Regions from separate parts of the Mus musculus genome. Here region 2 is linked to region 1. A link is a contact called in public Micro-C data. All regions are on one chromosome and are shown on one strand. Each heading gives the region's core, a stretch centred on a gene start, on an enhancer-like site or on the middle of the called end of the contact. The rest is flanking DNA. Distances are from core to core; before and after follow the strand shown.

What was found. Hi-C and Micro-C count contacts between places; a contact is called where the count stands out from the background.
Region 2: a Micro-C map of embryonic stem cells shows a contact between it and region 1, with 3 times the contacts expected there. The contact joins the promoter of Cby3 here to the promoter of Rnf130 in region 1. A contact is called at or near these places in 5 of 39 promoter capture datasets (the C10 cell line, embryonic stem cells, hematopoietic stem and progenitor cells and 2 more), 3 of 484 Hi-C or Micro-C datasets (all in embryonic stem cells), 1 of 115 datasets of contacts at active chromatin or transcription factors (bone marrow-derived macrophages) and 3 of 9 other capture datasets (adipose tissue, embryonic stem cells and liver).

Annotation. Positions count from the first base shown.
Region 1 is chr11:50,023,936-50,026,635 of GRCm38.p6, reverse strand. It overlaps Rnf130 (ring finger protein 130), which reads right to left and starts at 1,305. Exons shown (of 9, transcript NM_021540.4): 1 at 989-1,305. The coding sequence starts at 1,235.
Region 2 is chr11:50,356,489-50,359,188 of GRCm38.p6, reverse strand. Cby3 (chibby family member 3) reads right to left here and starts at 1,428. Exons shown (of 2, transcript NM_029691.1): 1 at 1,386-1,428; 2 at 1-149. Mir804 (microRNA 804) reads left to right here and starts at 1,310; the gene lies at 1,310-1,404.

The DNA.
Region 1 (2,700 bases), core at 56-2,555:
TGCCTCAACAACAACTGCTTAATATATGTTATACAAATACCGAGCTCAGAGAGCATATTTTAATATTTTAGACTATAAAAGCAAACACTATTGCCTAGATTAGGTCATCTGAACACGAATAGCAATTTTGGTTTTTAATCCTCTCAACATTGTAAGGTGAGAACGGGAGGATATAGAAGATGGGAGACATCTCCCCGAAGTCCAGCCTGCCAAAGTCCCCAAATGTCACACTCCACGGAGAAATGTCCTTTAAAACACGGCCAGTAATTAACAAATACCAGTTTACACCAAATCATTAAGAATTCACAGCCAGCATACACAAAGGGAACGCCAAGGCTAAATCAAATGGCTTCAAAGACGATTCCTGATCATTTTACCTTTTTTCCTTCTGGATGGGCACCCGTGACCAAAGACTTGGCTACTAGTTCAGCTACTCTCACATTCTTTATAATGTGAAAATCTCTAGCGTTTCATGACAGCACAACTATCGGGGCCAGAGAAAACCAAAAGCAACAGGGACCCTCTCCCCTTAGCCACTACTGGGGGGAGAGGGAGGGGGAGGGGGAGTAGATGGGGGGGGGGGCTCTGATCCCTAGAGATTCACTGCAGTGTTAAATCCGTGGGATTTCAGGAACAAACCTACCGATTCCAAAAAACAGGTTAAGCATCTCGTCCACCATGAACTAGTTCTGCGCCCCTGCACCACCTCCTTTGTCTCAACTGTCCCTGAAAACTCGCATTCCAGTGCCCTCCAGTAAACAAGCTAACTAAATGAAAAAGAGGAGGACGTTCTAAGTCTCGCTCTCTTTTAGTTTTAGGGTGAAATGCAGCAGGGTTTCTGGAGCCTCTTTCCTCAGCGGGGAGCAGGCCAGGCTCCACAGCGCGAGGACCTCGAGCCCCCTGGGCCGGCGGCCGAACGGCGCGCAGACCCCCGGCCACGCCGCCCCCGCGACCCCCGCCCGGCTTCGGGCTTCGGCTCCGGCCTCACCTCCGTGGATGGGCAGCGGTGCCAGCACCTGGCCGCGGACCTCGGCCTTGGGTGAGTCGAGCCCGTAGCGCCCGCGGTCGATGCGGAACGTGAGCGGGGTGCCGCGGCCGGGCTCCTGCACCGTCACGTTGATGAGCGCCGTGTAGTACTCCTGGCTCGCGTTGTCCGCTCGCGTCGGCCACAGGCTGCAAGTCAGCAGGGCCAGCGCCGCGAGCCGGGCCGGGCCCGCTCGCGCCGCGCCGCTCATGGTCCCTCCGGCCGCCGCCGCCGCCGCCGCTCGCGGACCGGGCTCCGGGGCCGGTGCTGAGAGGCGGGGCGGGCGCGGCCCGGGCTGCGGCGGGAGCGCGCGCGCGCCTCGAAACGAGCCGGGCACGAGCACGGCCCTCCTCGGCGCCGCGGCTCCGCCGTTCGCCGCCCTCACGTCCGCGGCCCGCGCGCGAGTGCGCGCCCGTGGATCTCTCAGGGGAAGGACGGCGCGTCAGGCCGTGTGCTGTCAGGGCACCTGGAATGCCCAGGGACTAGGCCTGCGGACAGGGCCCCTGAGAGGACTCGGAGTGGTGGGAAGGAGTGGTCCCCACTGCTCGGGGAGGGTCAGCAACGCCGCCTCAGGCGCGTGCCCGCCGCCGCCCCATTCCCTCCAGCAGAGCGGCAACGCGCAAGCCCGATGCGCAAACCCGTCCGCTGCGCGTGCGCAATAGGCGCTGCCTGCTCCCGCCCTCCCGCACGAGGGCCAGGGGCGGTCCAGTCACCTGCTTGCTGGCACTGGGTTCAGTGAACTGCCCCGGGCTTCATACCCCGCTATGACCTGGATCTGTGAAGCTTTCCAAGAACCTATAGAGATGTTGGAGATACCACTAAAAGAAACTAAGCTAATCGTTAAGGTTTTAAATTAAATGTCTGTGAGAGCTAACATTTCCACTGGGTTGGTTGCATGCTGTACAATAATTGACATCAGTCGGGAGAGTGCCTTTGCGTTTGGGGCCCAGTAGACTTGGACCCAATAAGGCATCTGAGTGGTTAGCAAGGTCTGTTAGAGACGGATGTTAACTTCATCAGGTTGGTATGGTCCTCTTCCCCCACTCCCCCCTCCCCGCCCCCAGAATACCCAGAGCCACAGGCCTTCACTTCCTTTTTGTAAAATGGCATAGTACCACGGCATTTAACAAGGACTCTGCTCTGTTTCTTCAGTAATTGGGCCTCTCCTCACTGGGTGAAATGGACCCCAGTACCTATTCTCAGGATGAGACCCCGGAGGTGCCTGCCAAAGAGTCACAGGCTATGTTTGGAGCCTGCATCAGACTATCTCTAATATGAATCTCCTTTCCCCTCCCATTTGTTGGTCTAATCTTCCCTTTGCTAAAAATGTGTATGGTATTAGCAAGGGTTTTTAGTGTGTGGGGTGCTGATGCCCCTGACGAGAAGTGATAGAAGTCCACACACACCTGATACAAAACCAGGGTAGAGGAAGGAGTAAACAACGAAAATAATTTTATGGTTGGGGTCACTACAACATAAAGAACTGTATTAAAGGGTCACAGCATTAGGAAGGTTGAGAACTACTGGTGTAACAGTATATGGGAAATGAGAATGTAGTGTTTAGGGTACTTGGGTGTGGGGGGCTTCCTGGAGGATGTGGGCTGAAGTCTGAATAGAGCCCTCAGATGCCTGTCAGTGAGCTACCCTCATGCCCACCTTGACAGGGCCATTTCTCT
Region 2 (2,700 bases), core at 179-2,678, 330 kb before region 1:
ATTGCCTCACCTGTTTCCACAGGCGGCCCGCTTGGCTCGCCGCCAGGCACTCAAAGGCCTCCAGGGTGAAGGTGGTGTGGGCCACGCGGGGCGCGCGGGTGTCTGGAACCCTGATGTTCTGGAATGGTGAAGGCGAGCCAGTGGCACTGCTGGAAAGCAAATGGCCTGTGAGCGGCCTGCTCAGGCTAGACTCTGCAGTTGTAGGCTAGTAGGGGAGCCCATTCCTGCATAGTCACACCAGCCGTGTTCACCAAAATTACCTCCCCGGGACCCTTTATCTAGGATGTAGGTGTGTAAGAGATAATGTAGGGCTGGGCAGTGATGGCACATGCCTTTAATCCCAGCACTTGGGAGGCAGAAGCAGGTGGATTTCTGAGTTCGAGGCCAGCCTGGTCTACAAAGTGAGTTCCAGGACAGCTAGGGCTACACAGAGAAACCCTATCTCGAAAAACAAACAAAAAAAGAGATAATGTAAAGGCCCAGAAACCACGTTCTCTGAAATGCTGGAAGAGACCACAGGTAGGGGGCCACAAGTAGAGATCAGTAGCCAAGCAAGTAGGACAGGCCTTTTCTTGCTGACAGCTGTGAGGCAAAGGGCTGTCATGTTCCAGATGCATGAAAGAGCCGACAAATAGGATTGGTTCCGAGAATAGCAGAAACGTAGGCTAGAAAGGTGAGCCAGAGGGCATTTTTCGGTACAGTACAGGGAAATTGAACATTGTGGTTGTCATTCTTTAAGGGAGGCTGCTGATGGCTGCAAAGTCAGGGTTAGTGTGAACTCGGCAGAGCATCTGTCTGGTGAGATGTCTAGCACATTCTAGCACTGGCACCTGCTCCATGCCAGGTCTGGCCTGCACAGAGGATACCACAAGCACAGCCTTTGTCTATCCTCAAGATGTTCCTGGTCCAGCTGGAAAGGCGTGTATTAACATCCAGTGTAATCAATGACATCATAGGACAGACAGGTAGGTGCCTTAGCCTAGACCCATACTTAGCTTTCAAGTAACTAGAATGCTGCACACTAGAGTTAACTTTTGTTCCTAGCCAACTACTGATAGGAATCTAAAGCCCAGATAACTACCAGAACCCATCTTACTTGCTTCCTAACTCTTCTCACAACACCTATAAAGTGCTGATTCTACAGTGTGGTTTTTCAAATACCTCTCCTGCCATCGAGGGCAGGAGTGAAAACTGCTGTCGGGTTTCCTTTGCCACACCTTCATTAAACCCAACAGAATTGTGCAGGTGGGCAGAGACAGGTGTTCTCCCCCACCCCCTGATTTAACTCATGGAGCGAGTCTCTGGAAGTCCCTACACATCCATCTTTGAGGTTACAACTTCCCCAGTAGACTGTTTCCTGACATTCCTTGTGAGTTGTTCCTCACCTGGAAGATGTGGTGGCGGTGCCCAAGCTGCTGTCCCAGGCCTGGCCCCATTTCTGGGTTATGGCACCCACCTGTCTGCCAGCTGTGACTCACAATGCCTCCCTGCCAGGCCTCCTAGGGTAGAGGTGGTGTAGACAGTGAAGTGTGTTCAGTTACGGGAAGTTTCCGGAGCATTGACTGTGCTCCAGGCACTGTTCTGGGGGAGGGAAGACGTTCAATCATAAAATCGCACCCCTCATTTTGTTTAAATCTTTGTTTTGATTTAGGTCCTTTTGAGACAGGATAGCCCAGGTTACCCTGTAGCCCAGGCTAGTAAGAATCCTCCTGAGCCAGTCAGTGGCAGCAGGTGGGTTTCAAGAGTTCGAGGCCAGCCTGGTTCAAGGCTGCCAGGGCTACACAGAGAAACCCTATCTGGAAAAACAAAACAAAACAACAACAAAGGGATCTGCCTGCTTCCTGCCTTAGCCTTCCAGCCGGATTATAATCATATGTTTCTGGCTTCTATGTGGAAGGTGGGAGTATGGGTAGTGTGACCTCTGGCCAAAAGCTAACCTCCAGTATCTTCTTGATCACTCTTCACCTTACTTGTTTGTTTACTTATTATAAACATAAAGGCAGGGTATCTTTATGGAGTCCTGGCTATCCTGGAACTAGCTCTGTAGACCAGGCTGGCCTCAGACTCACAGAGATCCACTTGCTCTGCCTTAGAGTGCTGAGATCAAAAGTGCACCAACCTGCCTGGTCTTCCACCCTATTTTTTGAGTCAGAGTCTCACTGAACCTGGAGTTAGCAGAGTCAAAAGGCCAGCTGGCCAAAAAGCTGTAGGGATCTTCTACCCCCACCTTTGCCAGGGAAGTGTCTTCTTGGAGTTGTAGTGACATCAAAGGTGAGAGAGAGCTCCCAGAGATGCACTCTGTGAACAAGGTGGGAGTTGGGTACCACTCGACTTCTGGCCAGCTATGAAAGTCATGTGTTGTATTAATGAAGATAGGGCAGAGGGATCTTACTCATTCTGTCTCTCCCTTAAGTTCCAGACAGACATTGCTGTACCCTGCAGATTGTGTGTGTCAGTGTCCCGTGTCAGCACTGGGGTTAGAGATGCAGGCTGCCACACTCACTCAATCCCATGAGAACTGGGGTTCTGCACTCAGGGTCTCAGGCTTGTGCAGCAGGCCCCTCCCTCACTGAGCCATCTCAGGCCCCTTACTTGGGTTTTTGGAGACCTGATCTCACTTTGTTAGCCTAAGCTGGCTCAAATCTCCTAGGCCTAAGTGATCCTCCTCCCATCTTAGTCTCCTGAGCAGCTCCAGCCTAT